3 separate regions of the Sus scrofa genome follow, and regions 1 and 3 are each linked to region 2. A link is a contact called in public HiChIP or PLAC-seq data. All regions are on one chromosome and are shown on one strand. The core of a region is the stretch at or near the end of the contact, and the rest is flanking DNA. Distances in the headings are between cores, read along the strand shown.

What was found. HiChIP or PLAC-seq counts read pairs in DNA pulled down with a chosen protein or histone mark.
Region 1: an H3K27ac HiChIP or PLAC-seq map of alveolar macrophages shows a contact between it and region 2. The contact joins two enhancer-like sites. A contact is called at or near these places in 1 of 47 Hi-C or Micro-C datasets (embryonic fibroblasts) and 1 of 2 datasets of contacts at active chromatin or transcription factors (alveolar macrophages).
Region 3: a contact with region 2 is called in an H3K27ac HiChIP or PLAC-seq map of alveolar macrophages. The contact joins two enhancer-like sites. A contact is called at or near these places in 1 of 47 Hi-C or Micro-C datasets (epiblast stem cells) and 1 of 2 datasets of contacts at active chromatin or transcription factors (alveolar macrophages).

The regions. Positions count from the first base shown.
Region 1 is chr1:252,572,747-252,577,158 of Sscrofa11.1, forward strand. No RefSeq gene overlaps it. Among named protein-coding and RNA genes, the nearest start is that of C1H9orf84, 20 kb to the left of the region's middle. Within about 2 kb of position 2,690, at least 4 of the 83 cell types and tissues checked have an H3K27ac peak or open chromatin away from gene starts, as enhancers often do. A contact at or near this core is called in alveolar macrophages, where this site is marked.
Region 2 is chr1:252,851,870-252,856,066 of Sscrofa11.1, forward strand. The region is part of intron 12 of SUSD1 (sushi domain-containing protein 1); the gene reads right to left. Among named protein-coding and RNA genes, the nearest start is that of SUSD1, 100 kb to the right of the region's middle. Within about 2 kb of position 2,097, at least 37 of the 83 cell types and tissues checked have an H3K27ac peak or open chromatin away from gene starts, as enhancers often do. A contact at or near this core is called in alveolar macrophages, where this site is marked.
Region 3 is chr1:252,595,066-252,599,159 of Sscrofa11.1, forward strand. No RefSeq gene overlaps it. Among named protein-coding and RNA genes, the nearest start is that of C1H9orf84, 42 kb to the left of the region's middle. Within about 2 kb of position 1,611, at least 4 of the 83 cell types and tissues checked have an H3K27ac peak or open chromatin away from gene starts, as enhancers often do. A contact at or near this core is called in alveolar macrophages, where this site is marked.

The sequences.
Region 1 (4,412 bases), core at 1,440-3,939, 280 kb before region 2:
GGTTGAAGTCTGTATTATCCTCCTCAAAACACCAGTGCCACACACCTTTAACAAATAAGGGTTTTTTTGTTGTTGTTATTTAAAATCAGTAGGTAGGAAGAAAATTGAGGGAATAATTTTTCAATTTTTGTTTTTCATTTTTATGCAGCAGAATTTATCATTCTCTTTTTACTCTTTCTGCTTTTAGGGTACTGTTTAGAAAGGCCACCTCCATTCCAAAGATTTGAGTGTATTTTCTTCTACTGTTTTTATCATGTCATTCTTTACATTTAGGATCTCTGGGATTGTGTGTGTGTGTGTGTGTGCGTGTGTAAGGTATGAAATAGCTTTATAATTTAATTTTTTCTTATATAGTTTTGTGGGGTTTTTTTTTTTTTTTTTGTCTTTTTGCCATTTCTAGAGCCGCTCCCTCGGCCTATGGAGGTTCCCAGGCTAGGGGTCGAATCGGAGCTGTAGCCTCCAGCCTACGCCAGAGCCACAGCAACGCGGGATCCGAGCCGCGTCTGCGACCTACACCACAGCTCAAGGCAACGCCGGATCGTTAACCCACTGAGCAAGGGCAGGGACCGAACCCACAACCTCATGGTTCCTAGTCGGATTCGTTAACCACTGCACCACGACGGGAACTCCAGTTTTGTGAGTTTTTTAAACTGATTTTTCCCTCGTGATTTTAAATTACATACTCGCATATGCTAAATTCTCACATATGTATAAATCTATAAACTCTCTAGATTTGTCATATGTTCTATTGATAATTTACCTCTGGGCTGTTTTTGCTTATTTATATTGTTTTAATTATTAAGGTTTCTAATTTCTGGCTGACATTCTCATTCACTACTTTACTTTTACAAAAAAATATTCCTGGCTACCCTCTAAGGCTTATTCCTAAAAAATTGGCATAAGAAATATTTTGGCAAGATCGCATATATATTTTTTTTAATCTGGGATTCTGACTGAGATGGAATAAAAGTTACAGATTAATTTGGAGAAATAACATGTTTTAATACAGAGAGTTCAGAATCGGAGAACTGAAGTCTACTCAAGTCTTCTTTCATTTCTCCTAGTACTTTTGTAATTTTGCAATTCCCATGTGTTTGTGTGTATATGCTTGCACACTTTAACAAAGCATAGTGCTGTAGAGTTCACACATGTGCAAGAATCAGATTGCCTAGGTTCCGAACTTAGCTGTGCCATTTACTAACCATGTAACCTGCTCGTTCACCTGTGTGTTTATTTTCCCCTCTTGTAATATGGGTGCAATAATAATAGCGCCTCTCAGAGTTTTTGGGAAGATTAAACGGGTTAATATTTATAAAGTGCTTAAAATAACATATGGCTCAGACTAAGTACCATAAGTACTACTTACTATTATATATCTATATGCATTTATGCTACATATTAAATTTAATTGTAAGGTTTTTTTTTTGTTTGTTTTTTGTCTTTTTGCCTTTTTCTAGGGCCGCACTGGTGGCATATGGAGGTTCCCAGGCTAGGGGTCGAATCGGACCTGTAGCTGCCGGCCTACACCAGAGTCTCAGCAACGCAGGATCCGAGCCGCGTCTGCGACCTACACCACAGCTCATGGCAAAGCTGGATCCTTAACCCACTGAGAAAGGCCAGGAATCGAACCCGCAACCTCATGGTTCCTAGTCGGATTCGTTAACCACTGCGCCACAACGGGAACTCCAAATTGCAAGGTTTTATATACTGATATTACAAATGGGATCTTTCTTCCTATTATCTTCCTATTGGTTTTTATTTTATTAATTAATTGTAGAATATAATCTCAATAAAACACTAAACTGAAATTTCAGCCTCCAGAGGGCTCCCCTTTTCTGTAAATTACTGTCATTTCCCTCCCTCCCTTCCTTCCTTTGTTTCTGTTTTAAGTTTAAGGTGTACAGCAGTTCCCGTCACAGCTCAGTGATTGGCGAACCTGACTAGCATCCATGAGGATGTAGGTTTGATCCCTGGCCTCGCTCACTGGGTTAAGGATCTGGCATTGCCGTGAGCTGTGGTGTAGGTTCCAGATGCGGCTTGGATCCAGTGTTGCTGTGGCTGTGGCGCAGGCGTGCGGCTGCAGTTCCGATTCGACCCCTAGCCTGGGAACCTCCATGTCCTGCTGGTGCAGCCCTAAAAGACAAAAAAAAAAAAAAAAAAAAAAAAAAGTTTAAGGTGTACAGAGCAATGCTTTGACTTACATACATCGAGAAATGACTTTCACAATAACTTTAGTGAATACCCACCATCTCATGTAGACATTAAATAGAAAAAAAGCATTTTTCCTTGTGATGAGAACTCTTAGGATTTTCTCTCCTAACAACTTTCACAGGTAACCTACAGCAGTGTTAATATATGTATCATGTTGTACATTACATCCCTAGTTCTTATTTATCTTCTAACTGGAAGGTTGTACCTTTCGACTGCCTTCATCCATTTCCCACTCCACCTGCCCCCTTCCTCTGGTAACCAGATCTGATCTCTTTTTCTGAGTTTGTTTGTTTGTTTGTTTGTTTTTGAAGTATAATTAACCCACAACACTGTGTTAGTTTCTGTTACACAATATAGTGATTCAATGTGTTTATACATTTCAAAATGATGACTGCAATAAGACTTCTTACTGTATGTCACCATAAAATATACTACGTACTTACTGACCATATTCCCCACACTGTACATTCTGTAACTGTGACTCATTTACTTTGCAGCTAGAAGTAGGTACCTCTTAATCTCCCTCACTTCCTTCCTTCTGCCCCACACCCCTCCCCTCGGACAACCTCCTGTTCATTCTCTGTATTTGTAGCTCTGTTTCTCTTTTGTTATTTTTGTTCATTTTATTTTTTAGATTCAACGTATAAGTGAAATCATACAGTATTTGTCTTTTTCTGTATGACATTTCATTTAGCATAATGCCCTCTAGGTCCATCCAAGGTGTTGCAAACAGCAAGATTTCATTCTTTTTATGGCTGAATAATATTCCTGTGTGTTGTGTGTGTGTGTGTGTGTGTGTGTGTGTGTGCGCGCGCGCATGCACACGCACGCACGCATGTGTATACACATGCACACACTCTCTTAGGTTGCTTCCATATCTTGGTATTGTAAATGCTGCTGTGAACATATCTTTTCGAATTCGTGTTTTTATTTTCTTCAGATGAATACACAGGAGAGGAATTGATGGATCATATGGTAGTTCTATTTTTAATTTTTTGAAGAATCTCCATACAATCTTCCAGAAAGTATGCACTAATTTACATTCCCACCAACAGTACATGAGGGTTCTCTTTTCTCCACATCCTTGCCAACACTTATTATTTGTAGTCTTTTTGGTAATAGCTGTTCTGAGAAGTGTGAGATGATATCTTATTGTAGGTTATAATTTGCATTTTGCATTTTGATTAATAACATCAAGTATCTTTTCATGTGCCTATTGGCCTTCTGTATGTCTTCTTTGGACATTTCTCACAACTGTATTTGCATCCTGTGATGTTCTGTGTACTTTTTTCTAGTTAATGTACCAAAGATTGCTTTCAAAGTGCTCTTAACCAAGTGAACTGTTGTGTAGCCTCATGAGACTGAAAAAGAAGGAATTGTCATCTCCATGTAAGCTGGATCTATTCTTCCTAATAACATGTCCTATCTTTTTGACAGTCGTCATTCTGACATGCTCTGCTGAAGCTGGCAGAGAGAGGGAGGGCTGGCAAAAGCCAGAGCATGAGGACGTTATTGGAATATGTGTCCATTCACTTAGCATTTGCTTTTTTCTCTGCTACTAACACAACCGGGAGGTAAATAAATTCTGGAGATCTAGTGCACAGCATAGTGATTATTGTCAGCAATGCTGTATTACATACTTCAGATGTGCTAAGAGACTAGATCTCAAATGTTCTCACTAGAAAAAATGAAGTGACAATTACGTGAATCATGTTGCAATATAGAAATGTATCAAATCAACATACTGTACACCTTAAACTTAGACAATGTTGTATGTTAATTTTATCTTAGTAAAAAAATAAAATAAAAAAGATATATCATTATTTGCTTGTACCCATTGGTAGACATTTAAATTATTTCTAGTTTTTGGCAATTCCAAATAAAGCGGCTATGCGTGGTTATGTACAAGTCTTTGTATGGATGTGTTTTCAGTTCTCTTGGGCGTATACCTAGGAGTGAATGACTGGGTCTTTGGTTTGTGTGTACATCATTTTTTATTGAGATATAGTTGACAAATAACCTTATATTAGTTTCAAATATGTAACATAATATTTTAATATTTATATATATTGTGAAATAATCAGATCCATAAGTCTAGTTAACATCCACTGCCACAGAGTTACAAATTATTTTTCCTTGTGATAGAACTTTTAAGAGCTATTCTTTTAGCAATGTTCAAAGATTCAGTACAGTATGATACC
Region 2 (4,197 bases), core at 847-3,346:
AGGAGTTCCTGTTGTGGCTCAGATGTTAACGAAGCCGACTAGAATTCAGGAGGATGCAGGTTCAATCCCTGGCCTTGCTCAGTGGGTCAGGGATCCAGCATTGCCATGAACTTTAGCGTAGGTCGCAGACACCACTCGGATCTTGAGTTGCTGTGGCTGTGGTGTAGGCTGGCAGCTACAGCTGCCCCCTAGGGTGGGAACTTCCATATGCTGTGGGTATAGCCCTAAAAAGACAAAAGAGAAAGAAGGAAGAAAGGAAGGAAGGAAGGAAGGAAGAAAGAAAGAAGGAAAGAAAGAAAGAGAGAGAGAGAGAGAAAAGAAGGAAGGAAATGATAGCAATAGAGAAAATGGGGCTTACGCCATAAGTCACCAGGTAAGGCAAGGGTAGCTACATCTCCACTATCAAGGTGATGAGACTTGGCCTCCCAGGGAGGAGGAACCAGACTTTTTTTTATCTTTATCTCCCCTTCAGCCCTGAGCACCCATCTCTGTACATAACCCATCAATAGATATTTGCTGAATTAAATTGTGAAGTCACAGCATACCCTTCCCCAACTCCTACAACATGGAAACCCAGGCTTTTAGGCATCTGATATAAAGAAACTTTCCCATTCATATTTTGTTTTAACAAAAAAAAAAAAAGGTAACATTAATATAAGAAAATAACACCGCAGCCCTGTGGTGTACCACCTTGTCTCAGTGCACCCTGCAGTGGGATGCTTTCAATGAGAGGGGCAGGGAGACATCTGCTCCCCTGCCCCAACACCTGCTCCCCTTCCTGGAGGGGTTGGGGCTTGATTTGAAGCCGGAAAGTAGCTGGGAGATTTCAGGGGACGAGAGAGAGAGGCAGCCTGTGTAGGATGGAAGGACGTGTGGCTCTCTCCTAGCCTGAACTAATATTAGGTCCTCAAATGTCAAAGAACCTGTGTCCGTGAAAGATTGAGAGCATCTGGACCAAGAGGGAAGCAGCTGGGATGAAGGCCAGCCCCTCTCCGGACCTCTGGGACAGCTTCTGCCTGCTGGGAGCCAGGGGGACCAGCAGGAAAACATTGGAGACAGGATTTTCACTGAGGACACAGCAGAGCCCTGTCCTCGGATGGTCTGTGGAAGAGAGGTCCACAGCAGAAGAACTCAAGAAACCTGGTCCTGTCCCGGTCCTTCCTGAAATGGGAAAATTCCCACCTATGCTGCCAGCCCTGGCACTGAAGACAGACTGGGGAAGGAATGATTTCCTTCACTTTATTGATTTCCCTTTTTCCCTCCAGCATCCTTGGTACCAGAAGAAACCTTCAACCTCAAATAATCACCCTGTTGTGCAGAACAAGTGGTTAAGTTTTTTTGGAGGTTTCCAGGCTAGGGGTCCATTCAGAGCTGTTGCTGCCAGCCTGCAGCACAGTCACAGCAACGCCGGATCCTTAACCCACTGAGCGAGGCCAGGGATCGAACACACCACCTCATGGTCCTAGTCGGATTTGTTTCCACTGCACCACGATGGGAACTCTGAAAGTGGTTAATCTTTACCTTCATGCAGGCATGTGCCTTCTCCCCGCCCTCACCCGCCCCCACCCCATTTCCTCCTCTCTGCTTCTCTCCCAGTTTCAATGAGAAGAAAATTTTGCCTACAGGCTTTTTGACTTTGCTAGAAGAGAGCATGACCAGTGTACGACAGTGCTTCTGACCCTTTGGGTTTGTTTGTTCTTCCCCTGGACCTAAAGACAGTCCAACTGGTAGGGCTATTCTGAAGAATTCCCATCAGTGCACTGCCTTCGGGAGCACATGAGCCCTGAGTCAGAAGCACGGTAATAACATCTCCATCTCACCACCCTTCGCGCCAGCACCCTCTTCCGTTTTCACGGCAACACTTGCCTCTGTCCTTCAACATTCCAAAAACTTTCACTCTCCTCTGAGGTCAGCAATATATTTAAAGTGCTCGTTTGCATCCTGTTTCCCATCAGTAAGATTTAGTTGAATGTAAGACACTCAGGAGGGAAATTCCATTCACACTTTTTCTGGAAAATCAGCCACTGCAGATTCCAGGTCCAAATCCCTTGCCTCACATTTCTGGTAAAATTCAAAAGCTCACCGTTTGACTGAAAACAAAGCCACATCTTAGGCAGCTAGGCATACCTCCTCATATCAATATATAAGGCTCTTTTATTTGAGAGGGCTTGGGCGCTGTTCTTGTTTTGTTTGGTTGTCTACCTTTTACTAAGATCTTAACAAGTTGAATTTTCACTTTTTTTTTTTCTTTTTAGGGCAGAACCTGGGGCGTATGGAGGTTCCCAGACTATGGGTCTAATCAGAGCTGTAGCTGCCACAGCAAGGGAGATCGGAGCCACATCTAAGACTTATCATGGCAACGCTGGATCCCCAACCCACTGAGCAAGGCCAGGGATCAAACCCGAAACCTCATGGTTCCTAGTCAGATTCTTTTCCGCTGCGCCACGATGGGAACGCCCTATTTGCACACTTTTTAAAAACTGCAAATTCTTTAAGGTAGGGCAGATTTGAAAAAGAGGCAGTCAAGGTCTCAATGAATGCAAACAGCTCAACAGTGCCCCCTGGTGGCCATGAGCACAGGCACAGGGTGCTTGGGCTGCAGAGCTTTATTTAGCCTACAAAGGCAGGCAGACATAAGTGTCTCATCACTCCCTCTCCCCAGCTCAAAAAATATCAAATGCTAACGTGAGCCAGCAATGCAAGCTATCCAAACATGAGAAGGACCAAAGAGGAGGATACTGAACAGCTATTCATTTTAATAGGTCACCGTGAGAAGAAAAGCCCATTACTTCTCTTCCCAGATCCAAAGCTGGTGAATTCTTTATGGTCTAAGGTCTTTATTAACAAACCAGGGATTTCCTCAATACCAATACCATCCACTGGCCATTTTAGAGTCAGCCCTCATATTCATTCATTACAAAAAGATTTCTTTGCTGTGCTAGCAGTGTCCTTAGGTGTTAGAGGTTCAACATGGAATACAGACAAAAATCCCTGCCTTCAAAGAGCTCCTATTTTAGTAAGGGAAAAGAAAATTTAAAAGTAAATTTTATTTTATTTTATTTTTTTTGTCTTTTGTCTCCTTTTAGGGCTGCACCAAAGGCATATGGAGGTTCCAAGCCTGGGGGTCCAATCAGAGCCTCAGCTGTTGGCCTACACCACAGCCACAGCAACAACAGATCTGAGTCAAGTCTATGACCACAGCTCACGGCAATGCCAGATCCTCAACATACTAAGCAAGTCCAGGGATCGAACCCACAATGTCATGGTTCCTAGTCAGATTTGTTTCTGCTGCTCCACGAGGGGAACTCCAAAAAAAGTAAATTTTAAAATACAACTTCTAAGGAGTTCCTGTTGTGGCTCAGTGATAATGAATCTGACTAGTATCCATGAAGCTGTGGGTTCCATCCCTGGCCTGGCTCAGTAGGTTAAGAATCCAGCGTTGCCATGAGCTGTGATGTAGATTGCAGGTGTGGCTGGGATCTGGCATTGCTGTGGCTGTGGTGTAGGCCAGCAGCTGCAGCTCCAATTTGACCCCTAGCCTGGGAACCTCCATATGTTGCAGGTACAGACCTAGAAAGACCAAAAAAGGAAAAAAAAAAAAGAATTGGTGATAGAGAGAAAACAGGAATTTCAACTTTTATTTTGAATAGGAATCTGCTGTTTAGCATAAGGAACCCTACCCAATATTCTGTGACAACCTGTATCGGACAAGACTCTGAAAAAGAAAGGATATGTCTATAATTGAATCACTTTGTTATACAGCAGAAATTTGCACTGCATTATAAATCAACTACACTTCAATAAAACTTTTAAAAGTGAAAAAAATAAAATAAACTACAACTTCTACAAGTTCCCTAGGGACCTAGTGATTAAGGATCTGGCATTGCCACTGCTGTGACCCGGGTCACTGCTGTGGCATGAGTTCAATCTCTGGCCGGGGAATTCTCACCTGCCAAGGGCACAGCCAAAAATAACTAAATAAAAAAATAAAATAAAATACAAATTCTGGAAACAACTTCTATAAAGAAAGTCAAGCAGAGTAAAGGAAGTTCTTGTTGTGGCGCAGCAGAAACAAATCTGACTAGTATCCACGAGGTTGTGGGTTCGATCCCTGGCCTTGCTCAGTGGGTTGGGGGGTCCAGCGTTGCCATGAGCTGTGTTGTAGGTCACAGACACGACTCGGATCCTGCATTGCTC
Region 3 (4,094 bases), core at 361-2,860, 260 kb before region 2:
GAACCCTTCTCTCCTCAGATAAAATTTCCCACAGAGTAAATACCTCGAGGAGATAGGGAGGCTAGCTAACAGAGGTGGGAGGGAGACTTACTTTTCTCAGTCTATACTTTGGTATCTTTCAAACCTGGGACATGACTCTTCTTTTTTTGTTCAAAGAGTCCCTGGAAACACACTTGCTTTAATCTCTAAATCTTAATTTGATAGTATCACTTTTTTTTCTTTTCTTTTTAGGGCTGCGCCAGGGGCATATGGAAGTTCCCAGGCCAGGGGTCGAATTAGAGCTGCAGCTGCTGGTCTATGCCACAGCAGCGTGGGATCCGGGCCACGTGTGCAACCTATACCACAGCTCATGGCGATGCCGGATCCTTAACCTACTGAGGGGGGCCAGGGATCAGACGTGAGTCCCCAGGGATACTAGTCCAGTACTTCATCTGCTGAGCCACAATGGGAACTCCAGCATTACCAATTTTTAAGGCTCTCTGTAAGCGTTTTTAAGAAGAGCAGGCCTTTCAGAGCCAAGCCCAGAGATCCTGCCAACAGTTTGACAGAGAAGGCACCTAATAACAATTTGCTGATGTGGGCGTTGTTATTGTTGATAATGATCATGATAGGGCCAATGAGATGAGCAAGAACTCATTTTGTCACCGCACAAGATGAAGCACTGGAGCTCTGTGAAGAGTCAACACCCTGATTTCCCCAGAATGGCATGTCAACAATGCTGCTGCTTGTGCCCCTCAGGGCTGAGTACTGCCCTTGGCATGGCTTCTGCCTGCCATAAAGAGAATCTCCCCTGTACTCGCTCAGCATGTCCTTTTGTCCCCAAAGTGGGTTTTCCAGATATCTCATCATCAGATCTGGAAGCCCTGACCCTAGAAATTCTCTCTGTGCAATGGTTGATGCTGTGCTTGGGGGTATGACCCATGTGTCTGGGAGGAACCTACCTTTCAGAAAGCCATGAGTGCTCACTAGTCGAGCAAAGCGTCATGCACAGAAAGCATATTATTAAGTGATGTGTTGTCTCTCAAGTGCCAGACTCATCCACTCAAGCTTTGTCTGGCAATTGCAGACCCTCAGATGTTGTGGTGGGGGAGAAATATACGGAGGTCATTGCCACATAGCCATACCAGTTAGCCCAATTAGTCATGCATCAGCTGTCTGAATACAGCACGAAAAGACTGATCCGGGACTTCTCTGTTTTTCATCACATAGACACGGTCTTGGTCACAGAGGCTTCTCCATCGCTTCTCTCCCCTCCCCCCTTTTCCTTCTCTCCTTTTTCTGTCCTTCACTCACCAGACATCGTTTGAGTTAGGTTTGGCAGATGCTACGTCAGTAAGAAGGAGCTGGGAATCATATGCCAACTTCCAATTTAGGAAAGTCTGAAAGACCCCAACATCAGGAGCTGAAGTGGGATTTTGGCAGACGCTAACTCAGGAATAAATGGAACAGACTCCAATTAAAACTGAGTACTTCCCATCAGAGTTGAATGACACCCTTACACCCACGTTTGGTTGGTAAGGTTCTGTGGGCAATTAAAAGTACAGGGCTGGAAGGACTCCCCTGACTTATCTGGGCTCTTTGAAGGAGGAACAGAAAGAGCCAATTCATAATGGTTGTGTAAATTGGGCTGTAGAGGAGTGCCTGGAGGAGGTGAGTCAGGTCAGACATCTAGGCGGGACAGAAATCTAAGCCAGAAGACTAGGGGCCCAGAAGATGGTCACCTTATTCTCATTCTCACAAAGGTACCATATAGTAGGAAGCGGATCCATATGCTCTGATTGTCATCCTCTGATGGAAAGGGAGTTATAAACCAAAGTGGGAGCACAGGCTTTGCAGAGCAAGGTACAAAGGATATCTTCATCCAAACAGCCTAGGGGCAGCGTTTTTCCAAAGATCCTGATACATTTCTAACTTGGAGTTTGGAGTTCCCCATGAGTCCCTTGGTTTCTACCCACTCGCTCCTCATGTTAGTCCTACTGAAGTTTATCTCCCAAATAAATATGTCTCTTGAACAGAAATACATCCTCTTCATCATCACTGACATTTGCATATGGGAAAGTCCCAGAAAGAAACGATGAGACTTGCACACAGGATTTGAGGAAATGTGGCGTAGAACTGCTGATTTTTCAGGCAGCTTTGTTGTTACCTTAAGAAAAAAAAAATCTGTCTGAAAAAAAGGTCCAGGTTCCAGCGAGGGCTTTGATCCTAACTCTTGCCTGCTCCTGAGTCCTTATTTCTCTCTGGGCTTTATTTAGTCTCTTGGTCCATACAATAAGAGGATTGGCCTTGATTTAGTTCTATCAGGCTGTGATTTATAGCCAGTTTGGCTTCCAGAGGTTGGAAGCAGAAAAGTGACTTGGCAGCAAGCCCTGTGGAGCCTGCACCTAGGATGAGAGGGAAGATACGTTCGGAAGGCACAGAGCTCTGGGCTCCTCGCAGTAGTCAGTTCGTGCCAAGTGAATCAAAGATGTAATTGCCCTGGGCATACCAAGCATTACTGCACTTACTTCATCTTAAGCTTCTCCTTCTTTTCGTTAAGCCCTTGCGGAAGTTGCCATCCCTCCCACCTGTACATGAGTATGCAGGATGCTACGGCAACTTTGAAGTCCCCGGTTCCACCCCTGATGCGTTATGTGACTGATGCCCAGTTTCTTAATCTGTAGAGGTAACATTGTTTCTGTAATGGAGTTAATGTGAAGATGAAATGTTCAAAAAGCAGCTGGCACAGGACCTGGCTCATACAGGATAACTTTCTTTCCTCTCCTGCCCCTCCACCCTCCCCACCCACCACCAGTATGCACTTGTCAGTGAAGATTATTACAATGTTGCACCTCGCAGAAGTGTATTGACTGGCTGGTGACACAAGCTCAGGCATGAAACAGTATGCACTTGACTATCTGTGACTTGAAATCTCACCTCTGCCATTTTTTTCAGTATGAGTTTCATCCGGAGTGATGAGTGTCCCCACCCCCAGTTAATGCTTTTAGCATTCTAATGAGACATCTCTACACATGCGCTGTGTGTGTGTGTGTGTGTGTGTGTGTGTGTGTGTGTGTGTGTGTGAGAGAGTTTAGCACACCACTGGGCCACTCAAATGGCACTGGAAAGTTCACCAAAGCTTCAGCCTCAGTGCTCTCTGGCAAATTGACTGTCTCCTACCATCCATTTGTGATCTGACGCCCCATTGTGTTGTCCCTGATGCAGAGCCACGGCTTGAAGACTGTTACCCCCTCACTTAGGAAGCCCATCATTCTGTTCGCAGAGAGTTCTCTTTTAGTGAAACATGCAATCTGCAACACCCATATGCTGTTCCTATCTTTTTTTCAGGTATGGTTGATTTACAATACTACATAGGTTTCAAGCGTAAAACATAATGACTCACAATTTTTAGAGATTATACTCATTTTGAGTTACTGTAAAATATTAGCTATATTCTCTGTACTGTACAGTATACCCTTAGTCTTATTCATAGTAATTTGATGAAAGATGATATGAGAAAAAGAGTATTTGATTGGGTCACTTTGCTGTACCCCAGAAACTGACACAGCATTGTAAATCAACTATACATTAATAACATTTTTTAAGTAAAAAAATAAGAATATATATAGTAGTTTGTACCTCTTAATACCCTACCCCAATCTTGCCCCTCCACCCTTCCCTCTCCCCACTAGTAATCACTAATTTGTTCTCTATATCTGTGAGTCTGTTTCTTTTTTTGTTATATTCACTAGTTTGTTTTATTTTTTAGAGTCTGCATGTAAGTGATAACATTCAGTATTTGTCTTTCTCTGGCTTATTTCACTAATTATAATACCCTCTAAGTCCATCCATGTGGATGCAAATGGCAAAATTTCACTTTTTATGGCTAAGTAATATTCCACTGTGTACATAGATAGATTAGGCAGATAGATAAATAGAAAATCACATCATCCGTTAATGGACATTTAGGTTGCTTCCCTCTCTTGGCTATCGTAAATAATGTTGCTATGAACATTGGGTTCATGTATCTTTTTGAATCAGTGTTTTCATATTCAAATATATACCCAACAGTAGAACTGTTGGATCATATGATAGTTCTATTTTTAGTTTTTTTT